Regions from separate parts of the Mus musculus genome. Here regions 1 and 2 are each linked to region 3. The links are chromatin contacts, called in public promoter capture Hi-C maps. All regions are on one chromosome and are shown on one strand. The core of a region is the stretch at or near the end of the contact, and the rest is flanking DNA. Distances in the headings are between cores, read along the strand shown.

What was found. Capture Hi-C pulls out chosen DNA fragments and counts their contacts.
Region 1: a promoter capture Hi-C map of liver shows a contact between it and region 3. The contact joins the promoter of Exosc4 here to the promoter of Tonsl in region 3. A contact is called at or near these places in 3 of 39 promoter capture datasets (the C10 cell line, cranial neural crest and pre-B cells), 1 of 484 Hi-C or Micro-C datasets (forebrain), 6 of 115 datasets of contacts at active chromatin or transcription factors (the 230-238 cell line, the SCID.adh cell line, bone marrow-derived macrophages and 3 more) and 3 of 9 other capture datasets (adipose tissue, liver and pancreatic islet).
Region 2: a promoter capture Hi-C map of adipose tissue shows a contact between it and region 3. The contact joins the promoter of Smpd5 here to the promoter of Tonsl in region 3. A contact is called at or near these places in 2 of 39 promoter capture datasets (liver and stem cell-derived epiblast-like cells) and 1 of 9 other capture datasets (adipose tissue).

What each region holds. Positions count from the first base shown.
Region 1 is chr15:76,326,114-76,328,874 of GRCm38.p6, forward strand. It overlaps Exosc4 (exosome component 4), which reads left to right and starts at 1,284. Exons shown (of 3, transcript NM_175399.4): 1 at 1,284-1,550. The coding sequence starts at 1,380. It also overlaps a transcript of Oplah not described here.
Region 2 is chr15:76,293,013-76,295,712 of GRCm38.p6, forward strand. Smpd5 (sphingomyelin phosphodiesterase 5) reads left to right here and starts at 1,360. Exons shown (of 7, transcript NM_001195537.2): 1 at 1,360-2,279; 2 at 2,378-2,450; 3 at 2,672-2,700. The coding sequence starts at 1,422.
Region 3 is chr15:76,638,591-76,641,290 of GRCm38.p6, forward strand. Tonsl (tonsoku-like, DNA repair protein) reads right to left here and starts at 1,339. Exons shown (of 26, transcript NM_183091.3): 1 at 1,264-1,339; 2 at 1,088-1,183; 3 at 858-1,000; 4 at 250-433; 5 at 1-11. The coding sequence starts at 1,288.

The sequences.
Region 1 (2,761 bases), core at 34-2,533, 310 kb before region 3:
AGCAGGCTGGCCTGGAACTCAGAGATCTGCCTGCTCCCACCTTCTGAGTGCTAGGATTAAAGGCTTGAGCCGCTCCAGCTGGCTGGTGTGATGTTCTAACTCTCCTAACTCTTCAGAACTGAATGCGCCTTCCCTCCAGGACACCTGTGTTGTTCTATGTCACACTCATCTCTCCAGAGCATACTCCTTTGAATATTCTTGCCCACAAGGGTGCATCGTTGCTGTCTGTGACAGCGGTGCCCTAACTCTCCTAATAAGGCCCACCTGAAGAGTAATTTCAGCTCAGTGTTCTTTCTGTGAATCTATCTTTTATCTATAACAACAACAACAAAACCTGAGGACTGTTGATTTCATATTCCGAGTGAAAACACTCCAAAAAAGTGTATACTAAATGACCCAATCCTTAAAAATAAATCAGAATTCCGGGCTGGTGAGATGGCTCAGTGGATAAGAGCACTGACTGCTCTTCCAAAGAAAGGTCCTGAGTTCAAATCCCAGAAACCACATGGTGGCTCACAACCACCCGTAATGAGATCTGACGCCCTCTTCTGGTTTCTGAAGACAGCTACAGTGTACTTAGATATAACAATAAATAAACATCTAAAAACACACTTTAAAAATAATCAGAAAAAAAAATCAGAATTTCAAGCCCTACTATACAGATGCATATATACAACTGCAGGCCCTTTGTGTTTGTATTCAAGTGATAGAGAAACTTATTGGGCAAGGTAAGGGAGGGAAACTTATGGATTTAACCAAGGAAATGAAAAAAGGAAAAAAAAACAAACAAACAAACTAAGCCACAGAGATAATAATCATGTGTAACAAACAACTGTGCTTAGCTAAACTGACCACGGTAAAAACCACGCGGGCAGAGGACCAGGTTTGATTCCGCAGCACTCACACAGTGGCTCACAGCTGCCTGTAGTTCCTGATCCATGGGATCTGACGCCCTCTTCTAACTTCCACAGCACTAAGCACACATGTGACGAATAGACATACAAGCAAGTAAACACTCATACAATAAAAATAGATATACAATTAAAAAAAATAAGACCAAAAAATGTCTCTGCTCGGGCCAGCATCTCCAACAAACCAAAGACGTCCGGAAGCCAGTCTTCTTGGCGTACCTACTCCAACAACCCGGGAGAAGCACAAAAACCCGTTCGCCTCGGGCCTTCCGTTTCCCGGAACTGAAAGGCTTAAGTCGAACATTCAGAAAGCCGGGGATGCCACAAGCCGCAGTTCCCTTTGACCGGAAAGCGACTAGGCTACCGGAAGCTATAGTTCACCGAGACTGAAAAGGAAACGTACCGACGGAAGTCGTAGTCCTGAAGGTCCAGGTCGAGCTGTCGGAGGCGGAGTCAGGACTGTACATCATGGCCGGGCTGGAGCTCCTGTCCGATCAGGGTTACCGGATAGACGGTCGCCGCGCGGGGGAGCTGCGCAAGATCCAGGCGCGGATGGGCGTGTTTGCGCAGGCCGATGGCTCGGCTTACATCGAGCAGGGCAACACCAAGGCACTGGCGGTGGTCTACGGGCCGCACGAGGCGAGTAAGCGGCGGGGACCGGGGGCTCCTGGCCGCACATCAAGGGAGGAGACCTAAGTCGTACGGCTTAACTCCTGAGCCCATGCAGCAGTATACTACAATCCCATCTGAGTCCCTGTGGGCCTCCCGGCAGAAAGCATCTCACACAGGTTGTCCCAACGTGTTGTAGCGGGGATGATGTGAGAACCTGGCTTCTTTTGACTTCATCTTACGAGCTCTTTCTCTTGGCCGACTTCCATTTCAGTCCTCTTTGTGTTGCATCCTCTAAGCAGTGAATATAATTATGCCCTGAGTTCTCAGGAAAATTGCGTCCCTAACATGGCCCTCAAATTTGTGTGTTAGGCCCCGTGAGGTACTGAGAATATCGGTTTCTTTAAGAACCCAGTTATGTTATGTGATTATGTTTTTGTTTTGATCCCACGTGTGGGGTATGGAGCTGCTTCAGATTGCCCTCAGCCACTATGATTTGTCTCATGCAGGGACCGGGGGCTTGTGATCCCACCTCGAGGGAATATACCTGTGTCTTACAGCTTAAGTCCTCCGTCTCAGTGGGCCCTCTGCTTAGCCTTTTTTTTTTTTTTTTTTTTTTCTCACGGGCTGCCCGCTTCATCTCTGAGGTGCCTCAGCCAGCCTGGCGAAGCTCCACTCACTCCCTGTTCCTTCAGCTCATTCTTCCCACATCTTGTCAGGAAAAGGCCTCTCAGGCTATTTCTGCACCTACTACATCGATTTTCCTGGGTCTTCCACCTTGCTTGTTTCTCTACGGGAACATAAACTCCTAAAACAAGGACATTAAATTATCTGCCTTTATTGCTGTGTCGCAGTGCTGTAGCAAGGCTGGCAAATGTGCACATTTTAAGGTTTGCTAGCATATGGAGCTCGGCTTTCTAGGTGGATGATCAGGTATAGAACACATGAGGGAAGACTTGGTAGGGAGAGGGACAGTAGATCAAATAGAGTTGAGGAGTTACCAAGGAGGTGAGGACCCAGGGCTTTGAAAGTCAGGGAAATTGAGATTTTTTTTCTTTTACATTACTGTAATGGGAAGCTTCTGGAAGGTAAGTAAAATATTAGTGTGTGGGTTACACAGTCAAACCAGATGTTTGTAATCATGGTGGCCACAATGGGAATAATTTGGGAGGAAATGGAGAAACTGAAGAACAAAGAGTTGGCTGCTAAAGGTGACAATGCTTTGGCTTAGGTTGAGAAGT
Region 2 (2,700 bases), core at 110-2,609, 350 kb before region 3:
ACATGGGTTGGGGGGGATAGGGCGAGGGATTGTGGGAGGGGGGACCAGGAGCAGGGGGCATCTATGGGGATGTAAAATGAATAAATAAATGAAAAAAAAGGAACATGGGTTGGAAAAATTGGGGCCCTTGTGGGAGGGGGGTATTGAAATCAATGGGTAGGCTGAGATTGGAAACATCGTGGTGTTTCTAGAAGAGTGGAGACCAAAATGGGGTTGGTTCATGAGAAGGGCAGTGTGGAAAAGCCTGGAGTAGTTTCTGGCTTGCCTGAAGTTGCAGGCGCTAGGGCAGTGACAAGGCAGAAAGGAATAAAAGAACTAGGGACTTAGAAAACCAGTTCTTGCCAGTCAAGGAACAGCAGAGCCTTGGGGGGGGGGGGGCGGATTCAAACAGGAATCTATCAGTACCAATACAACTTCCGGTTAGAAAGAGGCATGGTTCTCCAGCTGGGATACCTCGCCCCACCCCCACCCCCACCCCCACCTGCCCTGCAGAGTTCAATGCCTTCTGCCCAGACTGCCCAGCTCATCAACAGTTGCCTTCATCCAAAGTCTCCAGGACTATCCTGGCAAGCCGGCTGAAGATCGCCAGCCAAGACAAACCTGATGGGTTACTTAAGAGACACTGATGGTCGATGTCAGGGTGTTTGCTGGCTCACAGCTGGAGTTAAGGAGTCAGACTTCCAAGGGGAGCCAAGAAAAGTCTGTGAAAGCCCAAGGGATCATTGTCAAGAAACTAAAGTCAAGAGGGGCGGTGCTGGTACATGTCTTTAATCCCAGCAATCCGGAGGCAGAGGCAGGCAGATCTCTGTGAGTTCGAGGCCAGCCTGGTCTACAGAGCAAGTTCCAGGACAGCCAGAGTCACAGAGAAACCCTGCCCCGAGAAACAAAACAAAACAAACAAAAATAAAACACAGAATTAAAAGAACTTAAGTCTGTTACAGGGCTCATAGAATGGAGGATTTCCTTTTACCTGTCTGGGCAAGCTGCCTCAGGTGTAGAACTAACGGTCCCTCCCCGGGTTTGAAGTCTCAGCCTCTGCAAGCCATCGGTGCTGAGTCTCTGCACTAAGCCAGGCACCGGATTGAGAGGCTGTGGTGAACCTACCTGGCTGTGAGTAGTCAGGCTGTAAAGTGTATTGGAGGGGTGGGGGAGGGGAGAGTAGGCAGGGCCCTAAGTTTTTCTCCGAAGCACTAAGTGGACCCCCGCAAGTACAAGGAGGAAATAGGGCAGGGCTGTAAAGCTCGGATTTCTTTTACGGGTTTTTTTTTTTTTTTAAATTGTTGTTCGTTTCCAACCGCCACAGAAGTTCTGAGTGGGTGGGGCCAGTGGCCAGCACTCAGGCTCGCGGGACGTCCGGGCATTACTAGCGGCGCGCACAGGTTGTGCCACCTGGTCTTGACCTCCGCCGCCGCTGGAAACCAATGAGTCTCCCTGACATTTCGCGGCGAAGGAGCCCAGTGCCCCAAGAGGACTGGCCCCTGACACCCAACGCCCTGAGGCCTTCACCTTTCCCGAACCCAGTGCTGCAAGCCCTCTACAGTTTATCCCGCGTGCTGCTTTTCCCGACTTACTGGTCCCTGGACCAGTTGCTGGGCTGCTGGGCACCAAGCGTCCGATCCAAAAGCTTGGGGTGGTTCAAAGTCCTGGCAGGAAGTGGGGTGTTGCTACCACTGGTGGTGGTCGGCCTACCCTTAGCGTTGGTCGGCCTTGCGCTCTGGCTGCCCCTCCAGGTCTGGCGCCGCCCCTTCTGCTATCAGCCCCCTCCGGCATGCTGGGTGTGGCCACAGCCCTGGCATCCGCCTGCTGAGCGCCGGCGCTGCTTTGTCTTTCTCACTGCTAATCTGTGCCTATTGCCCCACGGGCTGGCTCATTTTAACAACCTGTCGCACAGCCTGCAGCGCGCCGAGGCTGTAGGGGCCGCACTGCTAGATAGCCTTCAATCGTCACAGTATAGGGTTTCCGAATGCAGTCAGCCGCCGCCTAGGGTGCCTGGTGGTGAGCTGAAGGCCACATTACCTATGGGCTTGGACTTCGTGTGTCTGCAGGAAGTGTTCGACCTCCGCGCAGCTCGTCGTCTTGTGCGTGTCTTGGTACCAAATCTGGGCCCGGTGATATATGATGTGGGCACATTTGGCTTAATGGCTGGGCCGTACATCAAGGTACTGGGCAGTGGGCTTCTACTGGCCTCGCGCTACCCGTTGCTGCGTGCCACCTTCCGTTGCTTTCCTAACGCTCGTCGCGAGGACGCCATGGCCTCCAAAGGTCTACTATCAGTCCAGGTACTAACCCAGGCTGCAGTGAGCCCTAGCGGGGAGAGCGTAAGCAATAGATTTAACCAGGAGAGCAAGAAGACCTGGAACTGTGGGTGGTGTTGCAGGCGCAGCTAGGCATCGTGGACGGGCACCCCATCGTGGGATACCTTCATTGTACACATTTGCATGCACCCGTTGGTGAGCCCTGCAGGAGGGTTTGAAATGTGGGTAGGTAGCCCCTCTTCTCTCCTTCGAAGGCAGTAGGTCCCTTAACCTTACCAACACGTCTGTCCCCACATCCCAATGTTCTCTGCCCCAGACATCCCAAGAAATGCCTTGGGTGGTTTACAGATCAGGACCCACAGGGTGAGGTCTTAGATCCCTACTCTGGGCTAAGCCAACTTCATCTCTCCTCTCAGAGGATGGACATATTCGCTGCAAACAGCTA
Region 3 (2,700 bases), core at 89-2,588:
GGTCAGCATCCCTGGAAAAAGAACAGCTTTAGGGACTCAGTTGCCCCCACCCCCACCCCCAGGATATGGGGTTTTCAGGCACTCCTACCCTTTATCCCATCTCTTATTGAGTGAGCCAGGAGTCTGCTGCACGTAGAATATAGAGAAGGAGCAGGTGCCTGACAGGTTCAAGCCTGAAGAGCAACACAGGCCTTGGAAAGGGAGGGCCCAGAGGGAGCCTATGGGGAGAATCCAAGAAAGGGGACATACCCTCTAGTTTCTCATCCACAATAGCCAAGCTCTTCTCAAAGGCAGCTTGTGCCTGCAACAAGGAATCTCTTGATTGGCAGTGGTCATATATATCCAGATGGGTGCGGCCAATGGTGGCCCAGGCTCGCTGTAGTTCAGTGTGGTTGGACAGGGAACCAGCCAGATCCAGGTAGAGATGCTGGTGCTAATGTAGAAAGAAAAAGCATTTGACATGATCCGACTCCCAGCAACTCCAGCAGTCTGATACCAGAGGAAGCTACTCTTAGAAAAGAGACCCTTCTGTTTCCCAAATTTCGACAGAGTTGGGTATACCCATGTCCTATCTTTTCTATGCAAAGGACTGTCTATGGCAATGGCTGTTCTGCCCTGCAGCAGTGCTGTCATGGGAGACCACTAAGGGCTGCATGGAGTGTTGCTCTCAATAGCAGTGGGTCCTGAGCCTTCCTCATTCAGTTGTCACAAACCCATCCATTCCCCACCACCACCACCAAGAGGCAGGCAGCGCCCCAAGTAGACATAAGAAGGGTGTGACTGCCTGCCAAGTCAAAGGTCCCTGAATACTTATTTGCATACTAGCCCTCTCTCCTCAACAAGTGAAGGTCCTGTACCTTCAGAGCAGCAGAGTAATTCTCCATTTCAGCCAGCCGTTCTCCAATCTTGCGGTGGGCCACAGCGCAGCCTAGAGTGTCCTGGACGCTCTCTAGCAGATGTAGTTCCTGCTGGTGCTCCTCCAAAGCGTCCTTGAAGCGGCCTGCCGGAAGAGGGGCGTGTGCTCAAGGTGCGCCATCACCCAGCCAGTCCCCTGCCTCCAGCTAGTCCTCTCACCGCTCCGGCTCACCGTGGCTAGCCAGCAGCTCCCCCAGCTGGTGGCAGTAGGCCGCCTCCTCGCGCAGCTGTCCATTCCTCTGGGCCCTGGTCTTGGCCTTGCTCAGCTCTGCCGGAAGAGAGAATCGAGTCTAACCCAGGACCCGATCCACACCCTGCGTCCCGACATGCACTCCCCAAAATACTCACGGCGAAGCTCCTGTTCCAGGGTCATAGCCAGACAAGCCACCGCCGCCGCGAAAATCTGCACTTCCCGCGCTTCCCTGAGCCCACGCCCATTTTCTCACTCCACCCATAACACGCAAGGCCCACCCACTCTTCTGAGCGCATGCTTAACCCCGCCCCTTCGGTGGCCCAAGTGCGGTAGACTCCAGGCCTTCTGGGATTTGTAGTCCTACTGGCGCCATCAGGTGGCAGAAGGTCTGTTGGGTAGGATCTGGGCCTTCAAGGCTGCTGTCAGAGTACGGGCACCCAAGCAGGAAGTGCCCTTTCTGGTGAGTTACCAGGACTACAGACTGACCCTGCTCCCCTGAAATCTACCTGCCTTTTTTTTTTTTTTTTTTTTAGGATTAGACGGGCTTGGTGGCATACGCCTTTAATCCCAGCACTCAGGAGGCCAAGACAGGCAAATTTCTAAATTTGAGGCCATCCTGGTCTACAGAGCAAATTGCAAATTCCTGAAAAGCCAATGATGCACAGAGAGACAAAAAAAAAAAAAAAAAAAAAAAAAAAGGAGGGGGGTCTGGATAGATGGCTCAGTGGTTAAGAGCACCGACTGCTCTTCTGAAGGTCCTGAGTTCAGGTCCAAGCAACCACATGGTGGCTACAACCACCCGTGATGAGATCTGATGTGTGTGTGTCTGAAGACAGCTACAGTGTACTTGGATATAGTAAATAAATGAATCTTTAAGAAAAAAAGATTTTTTAAATTTCACGTATGTGTTTACCTATATATATATATGTGTGTGTGTGTGTGTGCACCTGCCGTGTGCCTAGTGTCTGAAGAGGCTGAAGAGGGCAACTTGAAGAGGAGTTACAGCTTGTTGTGAATCATCGTGTGGATGTTAGTTACCAAACTTAGGTCCTCTGCAAGTGTAGCTCTTAACTACCGAGCCAACTTTCCAGCTCCCAGCCTGCCTTTTTATTACAGGTATACTGTAGTGCTACCCCCATTTCCTCTAGACATTATTATTTTTAAAGATTTATTTATTTATTTATTTATTTATTGGTTTTTTTTTGAGACAGGATTTCTCTGTGTAGCCCTGGCTGTCCTGGAACTCACTCTGTAGACCAGGCTGTCCTTGAATTCAGAAATCTGCCTGCCTCTGCCTCCCAAGTGTTGGGATTGAAGGCACGCGCCACCACGGCCTGGCAGATTTATTTTTTATTCATATGAGTACACTATAGCTGTCTTCAGACACACAAGAGGGCATCAGACCCCATTACAGATGGTTGTGAGCCTTGCAGCCTCCCTGGGGACCAACGCCCTCATGGCCTCCTGGGAGCAGAACAGGGGCTACCCTGTTCCTCAGATGCATTTCTGCCCGTCTACCATTCTCTGGTTGCTGGGAATTGAACTCAGGACCTCTGGAAGAGAAGTCAGTGCTCTTAACCGCTGAGCCATCT